Linked DNA regions of Oryzias latipes: region 1 is linked to region 2. A link is a contact called in public Hi-C data. All regions are on one chromosome and are shown on one strand. Each heading gives the region's core, a stretch centred on a gene start, on an enhancer-like site or on the middle of the called end of the contact. The rest is flanking DNA. Distances are from core to core; before and after follow the strand shown. Region 1 has its middle 65 kb from the start of zhx2. Region 2 holds the start of zhx2 (zinc fingers and homeoboxes protein 2).

Evidence for each region. Hi-C and Micro-C count contacts between places; a contact is called where the count stands out from the background.
Region 1: a contact with region 2 is called in a Hi-C map of gastrula embryo, with 1.7 times the contacts expected there. The contact joins the enhancer-like site here to the promoter of zhx2 in region 2. A contact is called at or near these places in 3 of 5 Hi-C or Micro-C datasets (embryo, fibroblasts and gastrula embryo).

What each region holds. Positions count from the first base shown.
Region 1 is chr16:1,375,428-1,378,845 of ASM223467v1, forward strand. No RefSeq gene overlaps it. Among protein-coding and RNA genes, the nearest start is that of zhx2, 65 kb to the left of the region's middle. Within about 2 kb of position 1,579, at least 4 of the 8 cell types and tissues checked have an H3K27ac peak or open chromatin away from gene starts, as enhancers often do. A contact at or near this core is called in gastrula embryo, where this site is marked.
Region 2 is chr16:1,310,257-1,313,836 of ASM223467v1, forward strand. zhx2 (zinc fingers and homeoboxes protein 2) reads right to left here and starts at 1,827. Exons shown (of 13, transcript XM_020701844.2): 1 at 1,620-1,827. LOC110014805 (a long non-coding RNA gene) reads left to right here and starts at 1,493. Exons shown (of 2, transcript XR_002289800.1): 1 at 1,493-1,598.

The sequences.
Region 1 (3,418 bases), core at 329-2,828, 65 kb after region 2:
CGCAGGCTGCTCTGACTTACAATAGTTTTCAATTGAAGAGGCACTGCCTTTGATCCATGTCGTCATGCAACTGGAGAAGGACGGGGACTTTTTCCTCAACCTCTACAATGTAGGGAGAAGGGTAAAAAAAAAACGGATACGTCAACAGCCTCCAAAGCTCGCTACACCTCAGCTGCTTCACATCAAACATAAGGTATCAAACTCTCAAACACATTTTATGAGGCTTTGTCTCACCTTGTTTCCTTTTCACACTTTCTCTGTTTCACTCATGGAAACATGCTGATAAAAACACCACCAGCATGTGCTCAGTGACAGTCATCAGCCTCAGTCAGGTGGCCTCATGGGTAATGTTTGCATTCATGCACAAAAAGCAAGAATAAAACCTGCATGCGTATCTGAAGATCCTAAAGCAAAACAATCTCATCAAACCTAAAAAACTACAAAAAGCAAATTCAAACATCAGGTTTTAATGAGCAGTTATTAAGAATGGTTTTGTATTAAGCAACACTTGGGGCTGAGGGATTTCAAGAGGTCATCTTTCTCAGAAGTGATGCACAGTTGTATTTTACTTGGCCAAAAATTGCAAAAACCATGGCAACAGTTTGTGTTTGTCCACAAACTTAAAGACAGTCAGATGAACCCTGAAATCAAAGGGGGACAGAAAAAAGGAGCAGTTAGAGGAGTAAAGAGTTGCATGTGACTTGTTTTGTTCATTTATTTTTGCTTTTTATTTATTTACATTTTCGGTGGGGAGGGAGTGCCCTGGAGGGGGGGCGGTGTGCTAGTCTTTTAGGCAGGGCATGAATAGTGGGGCTGGACCTCCTGCCCCTCTGGGTTGGTACCGGGCCGGTCGCTCGGGGGAGCCTTCTTCCCTCGGTTGTGCCCATCCGTCTGCTCCCCCCCTGCTCCCACCAAAACAAACGTTGCACATAGGCACATAGGGAACTGGATGGGGGGGTTATGCTGACGGGGCTCACTGGGGGCATCTCTCTCTGGGGTCGCGTCGGCGCCCGCCCTCCATTCCACTATTACTCGCATATTAGACACCCTGATTCATCTCGGGCCTTGTGGGGAGGGTCTGGTGGAGGGGGGCACAGTGAAACATCCGTACTCATCTTTCACTGGTCCCCCCCACAATTTTAACTTTCACTGTAGACACACACACTGCATGTTAGCAGCACACACACAGCAAATACACACCACACACAGAGGGACCCTGGAGTGGGGGGGCTCTGCTGCTTGGCAGCGGTGGGGCCCGCCACACTGGAGACCTCCTATTTTACCTGCAGCACACACACAGCACACCCACACCATCATACATGGGTGGGGTCGGGGAGGGGCGGCCGGTCTTCACCCGCCTGGTCCTCTCAGGGCGGCCAGGCTTGCGGGTGTCTTGTCGGCTGCAGTGGTGGTCGGGCGTGCAGCGCTGGGGAGTTAATCGGCCGGAGGGGGTTACTGAGCAGCAACGGGGGATGGGGGGCAACCAAAAGATTGTGTGTGTGTGCGCGCGAGAGAGTGCATGAGTGGGGACAGACCGGGATCACCTATGCCTCCCGGTGTCAGGGGGGGCCCCTGTAGGGGGCCTCTGTGCCTTGCTGGGAGGGCGTCCCCCCCACCCCAGGCTGCGTAGGTCCAGTCGCCGGGGGTGCTCCTGGCCTGGGGATCTCTCCCCCTCTCTCCTGGTCTGGCTGGGGAGGATCTGGTTCCCCTCAACACACGGTTCACTTCGGCAGCGTTCATTTAGCTCCACCCCCACGTGCATGTGCACGTGCACACTGCCCCACAGCTCCGTCTGCTTCATCCCTCCTCCTAACCCACAGTGTGTTGACAGACAGATGTCTTCAACTCATCTTCGTGATGTAATGTTTGTCGTCTCAGCAGATCTGGTATGGTTACAGCTTAAAAAAATAACCTTAAACTTTCAACTCGGCGCTTGTATCCCCCACTCTCCCCCCCTCCCTCCCTTTTATTCTCTTCTACCCCCCCCACCCCGCCTTCACACTTTCCCCCCCTCCCTCCCCACACACACTAAATGTAACAAATAAATAAACAATGACATAAGATCAATAATTCTTTAATTAATGGCTCATTTGGGGGGGGGGGGGTTGTAGCACAGCTGAACCGGGGTTTGCTTCCAGGGCGTGCAGTGAGCTCAAATGAGACCCTTCACGCTGCTGCCTATCTGGGTCTCTCTGAGCCGTGAAAATACAGAGTTGTGTCAGGAAGGGCATCCAGCATAAATACTCTCTGCCAAACCACCTGTGCAAATCAGTCGAAGCTGATTCGCTGTGGCGACTCCTACCGGGATGTGCTGAAAGGTGAAGGATAGCAATGAAGCATTAATACCACAACGTTTTGTGCAAAGTTAACATCAACATTAAATTGCAAACTATTTGATCCTTCCAAAGAAATAAAACCTTGTTTTTAGACATTAAGGATTTTTTCTTTACCAGGTTTTAAGTTATTTTAACTTATCTTTGCTTTACACCAAGCTTTTCTCAGAGTTCATCTGAAATTTTATTTCTCATTAAGAGCTAGGATCTAAAATTAATAAATATGTTGTTAAAATGAGTCCAAATCTTTTTGCTCCATACTCTTGACAATAGAAAAACTTGATGAAAGACAAAAAAAACAAATTGCTCTTTAAGTTTTGGTTACATTATAAGGATGAAAATCTTTGCCAAAGCCCCTGATCAGTGAAAGCTGATTTTCCGTAGTGACCCCTGAAGGGATTGAAAGGTGAACAACATTTCAAAGTTCTATAAATGTTCACAAGTTTGTCTGCCGTTGTGATTGTATGATGATGATGATTGTATTCTCATTTTGTTTCAAATGAGTCATTTATATATATTACACTAGTTTTTGTCACTGTAATCAAAATGAACTGCAATTAGGTACATAACTTAGAAAATACAGATTATTTGCTCAATACTAGCAAAAAATCATATCATTGTCCTGGTTAGCATTAAGTTTGAAGTCGAGCTGACTTCAAACTTAGCTTATTGTATAGCTATGGAGAGAAATTAGACTCAGTCAGACTTTTCCTATTGGCCTTCCCTTCTAAACGTATCCAGACAATGACTCAATCAATACATGAAGACAGTAGATGTTAGTGTTGAACATAGAGGCTACTTACTTCGGGGCTCTGACCACCGAGATGGGCCGCCATTCTTCCCTTGACTCTCAGTCTGACTGCCTCTGATTTTTCCGGAAGAAAAAAAACAGTGCCCCCTACTGGTCGTTCCTGTTACACATTTTGTATCAATTCGGTGTCTCGGAGAATAATATACTTTTAATATATATATTAGCGTTTAAAAGTGAACGTCATATTCTCAGATAATAATTTTTATTTTCCTTTAAAGTTTTTTTAAGCCCTGCTACACCCACTGAAGGAAATACGTTTAGAAGGGAAGCCTAC
Region 2 (3,580 bases), core at 577-3,076:
TTTTTTGATTGATGATGACATAAAGAAAGAAAATTAAGCACAAAACTGCCCGAGTGTTTCTTTATTCAAGTCGTTGTGAATCAGGAGAAGATGAAAAGATTTGTGACGTAGAGAACGAGCTTCCTGCTCTGCTCCATTCTGATCATCCAGTACGACAAACAGATCCATGAAACTCTTTGTTTTCCTGGAATCTGGATCTAAACTGTACCTGTAGATCTGATATTGATCACCATCTTTGTTGCAACGGTGATGATAGCTTGAGGTTGGGTTTTCTTATAAGCTAGGGGGAGAGTGTAAACAGACAGCTCTCAGCAGGGGGGGGGGGGGTCTAATGAACTCCTGCCGCTCTGCAGAAACTATGCCCAAGAAAACAGGGTTTCTTTTGGCTAAAAATGTCATAATCATAATTCAAAGCCCACTGGAAAACAACAGAAGAAAAGATGATGAGAGTGGGACTTTAAAGACAAGCCTGTGACCAACCATCAAAAGGCCTTTAAAACGGCGTCACAGTTCTGCATCAGAGGCACACAGGTGACCTCTACCTGGATCCTGGTTTTCTACTTCCAACCTGCAGTCCTCACGTATGCAGAGGTTGGTTGCAGGTTTGAGTTCGTCTCCACTGTGACCCTCAGTGGAGTGAAAGAGAAGAAAGACCCCACGGACTACAGTGACTTGTGAGCTGCAGCTATGCAGGAACAAACAGTAGGACTCTACATCAGAGAGCAGGTCAGTGAGCAGCTGGAAGGACATCCGTGTGGCCGCTGGACTTATTGGCCGCCGGTGGGGCGCTGCTCTGCATCGAGGAGTCGGCGTGTCTGCAGCGGGAGCCGCGGTCTCGGAGGAGGCAGCGGCGGCATCACCAGGGGCAACGTTACGCCTTCAAAGCGGAGTCAAAGTCTACAAACACCGGCCGACTCCGAAAGTTCTCCCCGCCCCGCCAAAGGAAGCCGGCACCGGCGCCTTGACGGTCATTTCCGCCGGCCTGACCGCGCCGCGAGGGGCGGAGGGGCGCGCGGAGCAGCCCTCTCCCCAAATGTCCCCCCCTTCGCCATCTACGTAACAACATGTCGGCACAGACGGCCATGTTTTGCTGGTTATGTCGACACGGGGAGGAGGAGGGAAAGTAGACACGACGTTTCTCCTCGCGGTTCCCTCCCGCCTCGATCCCGGCAGACCGGGGAGAAACACGCGCTCAGCCGCCAAAACGTTCCGCTAACAACTTAACGGACGGCGTGTCGGTTCGCAGGTGTCCGCGGTCAAAGTTCACGCGGCGAGACAAGTTCAAACGTGTCTCCGGGGGCGCGCGGCCGCTCGCGAGCCGCGACGACAACTGCGTCCACTTTTAACTTTCGATAGGAGGAGCCGCGGTGGGAAAACAGGGGGAGGGAGTTGATCCGCTGCTTACCTGCCCGCTGCTGCTTCGGCTCAGGTGCTGCGGTTCAATCCCCCCGCGACCATTACACCAACGACCACGCCGAGGGGCTTCCAGCACTTTCGCGGCGGTCCGATAACCGAGGAGACGACGGTCGACGGGAAGAAAAAAATTGGCGATCACAAGGAGGATCTACGCCAAAAGCCACATGATCGCCGACGTCAGAGTACGTATTTGCATGCCGTACCGCGGCGCCGGTACCCGTCCTCTGCGGCTCCATGGTGGTGGTGGGGGGGGGAAGAAAGTTTTGGGAACGGGGGAAGACGGCGCGAGGAGTCCGTGTCCGGTCGACGAGGGGGTGCTGGTGTCTCCGCAAAGCTCCGAAAATGAATGAAAAGCCGCTCGTTCGTTGTTGTCAAGTTGTCCCTTGCTGACGACGCCTGCCCGCCCCTCCGCCCGCAGCTCATTGAATATTTAAGCATCCTTCGGGGGGGGGGGGGGGGGGGGGGGGTCTTGTTGCGCCTCCTGCAGTCCGGCTCCTCCACCCGCATCCCGGATGAGGAAAGGAGGCGGCGCAGCGCGCGATCAGCGAGAGGAACCTGCATACATGTGGAGCTGCGGGAGACCTGCAGCTAAAAGTGACGCTCAAACATGCGCACAACAGCGACCTCTGCTGGACGACTGGCAGAACTGCTGCTCTCAATCCCAGCGCATCTGCCTAACCCTTGTGCTATCTTGAGGGGTCCAGATGACCCACTCCCAACGTTAACGTCATCTGTACCCCGCAAGAAAACACAAGGGTTAAAGGTTTCTGCACATAATCTTTGAATGTCCACCTCTTCTGCTCAATACAGCTGTTTCAAAATAACAATGACACACTTTTTCATTGTGTTATTTTCTTTAGGTTAGTTTCCAAATAAAGTTGAGGAAGTGTTTCAGGTGTGATTAAAAAAAAGAAACGTTCCTTTTCAGATTTATAATCTTTTCTTTTGTCATTACAATAGTGACTCACAGCAGCTCGATACTGGGGGATACAAGTAAAAATGAAAAGAAAGGAGCATAAATGCCTATGAGTTGGCGTAAAAATATATGAATTAAAAAAGAGAATTTAAAAAAGTACAAATCCAGTTTTTATATGTGTTCAATAAAGTGACGGCTTGTAGAAGCTGCTAATGAAGGATAGACTTTGTCCTAGAGAATTTCTCAATACATTGACAATTATTGCTAGATTTTGAAGAAAAAGGGGAAAGCTAAAAATACACAGCATCATAGGTCTAGCAGTGCAGCATGGCGGTGGCAGTATCATGTTTCCGCATTTTTTGCAAGAATAACTGTTTGCCTTTACAACCATAAAGATTTAGAAAACTAAAAGCGCAATATAAAAACTTAAAAACAGTGGTGGAAGTATAACTGTTCATCAATGAAACAATGGAATTTGTTTTACATTATAAAGTTGATGGAGAAAGAAACCTTCCTGTTGAAATGAAATGAAAAACAGGAACACAGGCAAATTGAGCAAAAGAGTCAGCTCGCTTGTCCTGCATGGCAGTGTTTTTCAACCTTTTCTGAGCCACGGCACACTTTAACCTTGACCAAAATCCAGCGGAACACCAGCATCCAAGAAAAAAAAAGAAAAAAAAGGAGAAACTCATAGTCTGTATTGATCTACAGTCCATCCACAATCTCACATGCATTTTAGTGATAATTATTGTGTCAGAAAAAGCTGGAAGCTGCAGCTGTTTTTTCTAAAAGATGTAAAAAAAGTTAAGTTAGAAGATTTAAAACCTGTCTGATGTGTGTTTGTTGTTGTTTCAAGAAGTTTAACAAGAAAGACTCGTGTGCTGAGACGCTGTAACTTTAACCCAATGCATCATGGGAGATGTAGTGTGAAAACTGCCGCAAAATGCCAGACAGACTCGCGTCTCTGAGCTTCATTGTTTTGTTCACTTGTTCCACGGTCTGACACCGGATTCTGTGGAAAGCTACACCGCTAAAGACGAGCTTTAGCTGGTATTTTTGTTAGAACTGAGGGACTTTATGAGCAGAATCAGAACAAGGAAGTGAAGACTTGAACCGCTTCTGATTGGTCAGACTGATGACATGTGATTAAGCCTCCAAGAATGATTGGTGGAGACAGTTAAAGGGGCGGGACTTTTCCGCAAACAGCTGAAGCTACGGCTAAATCGCGGTACCGTCATTCTCATCAAA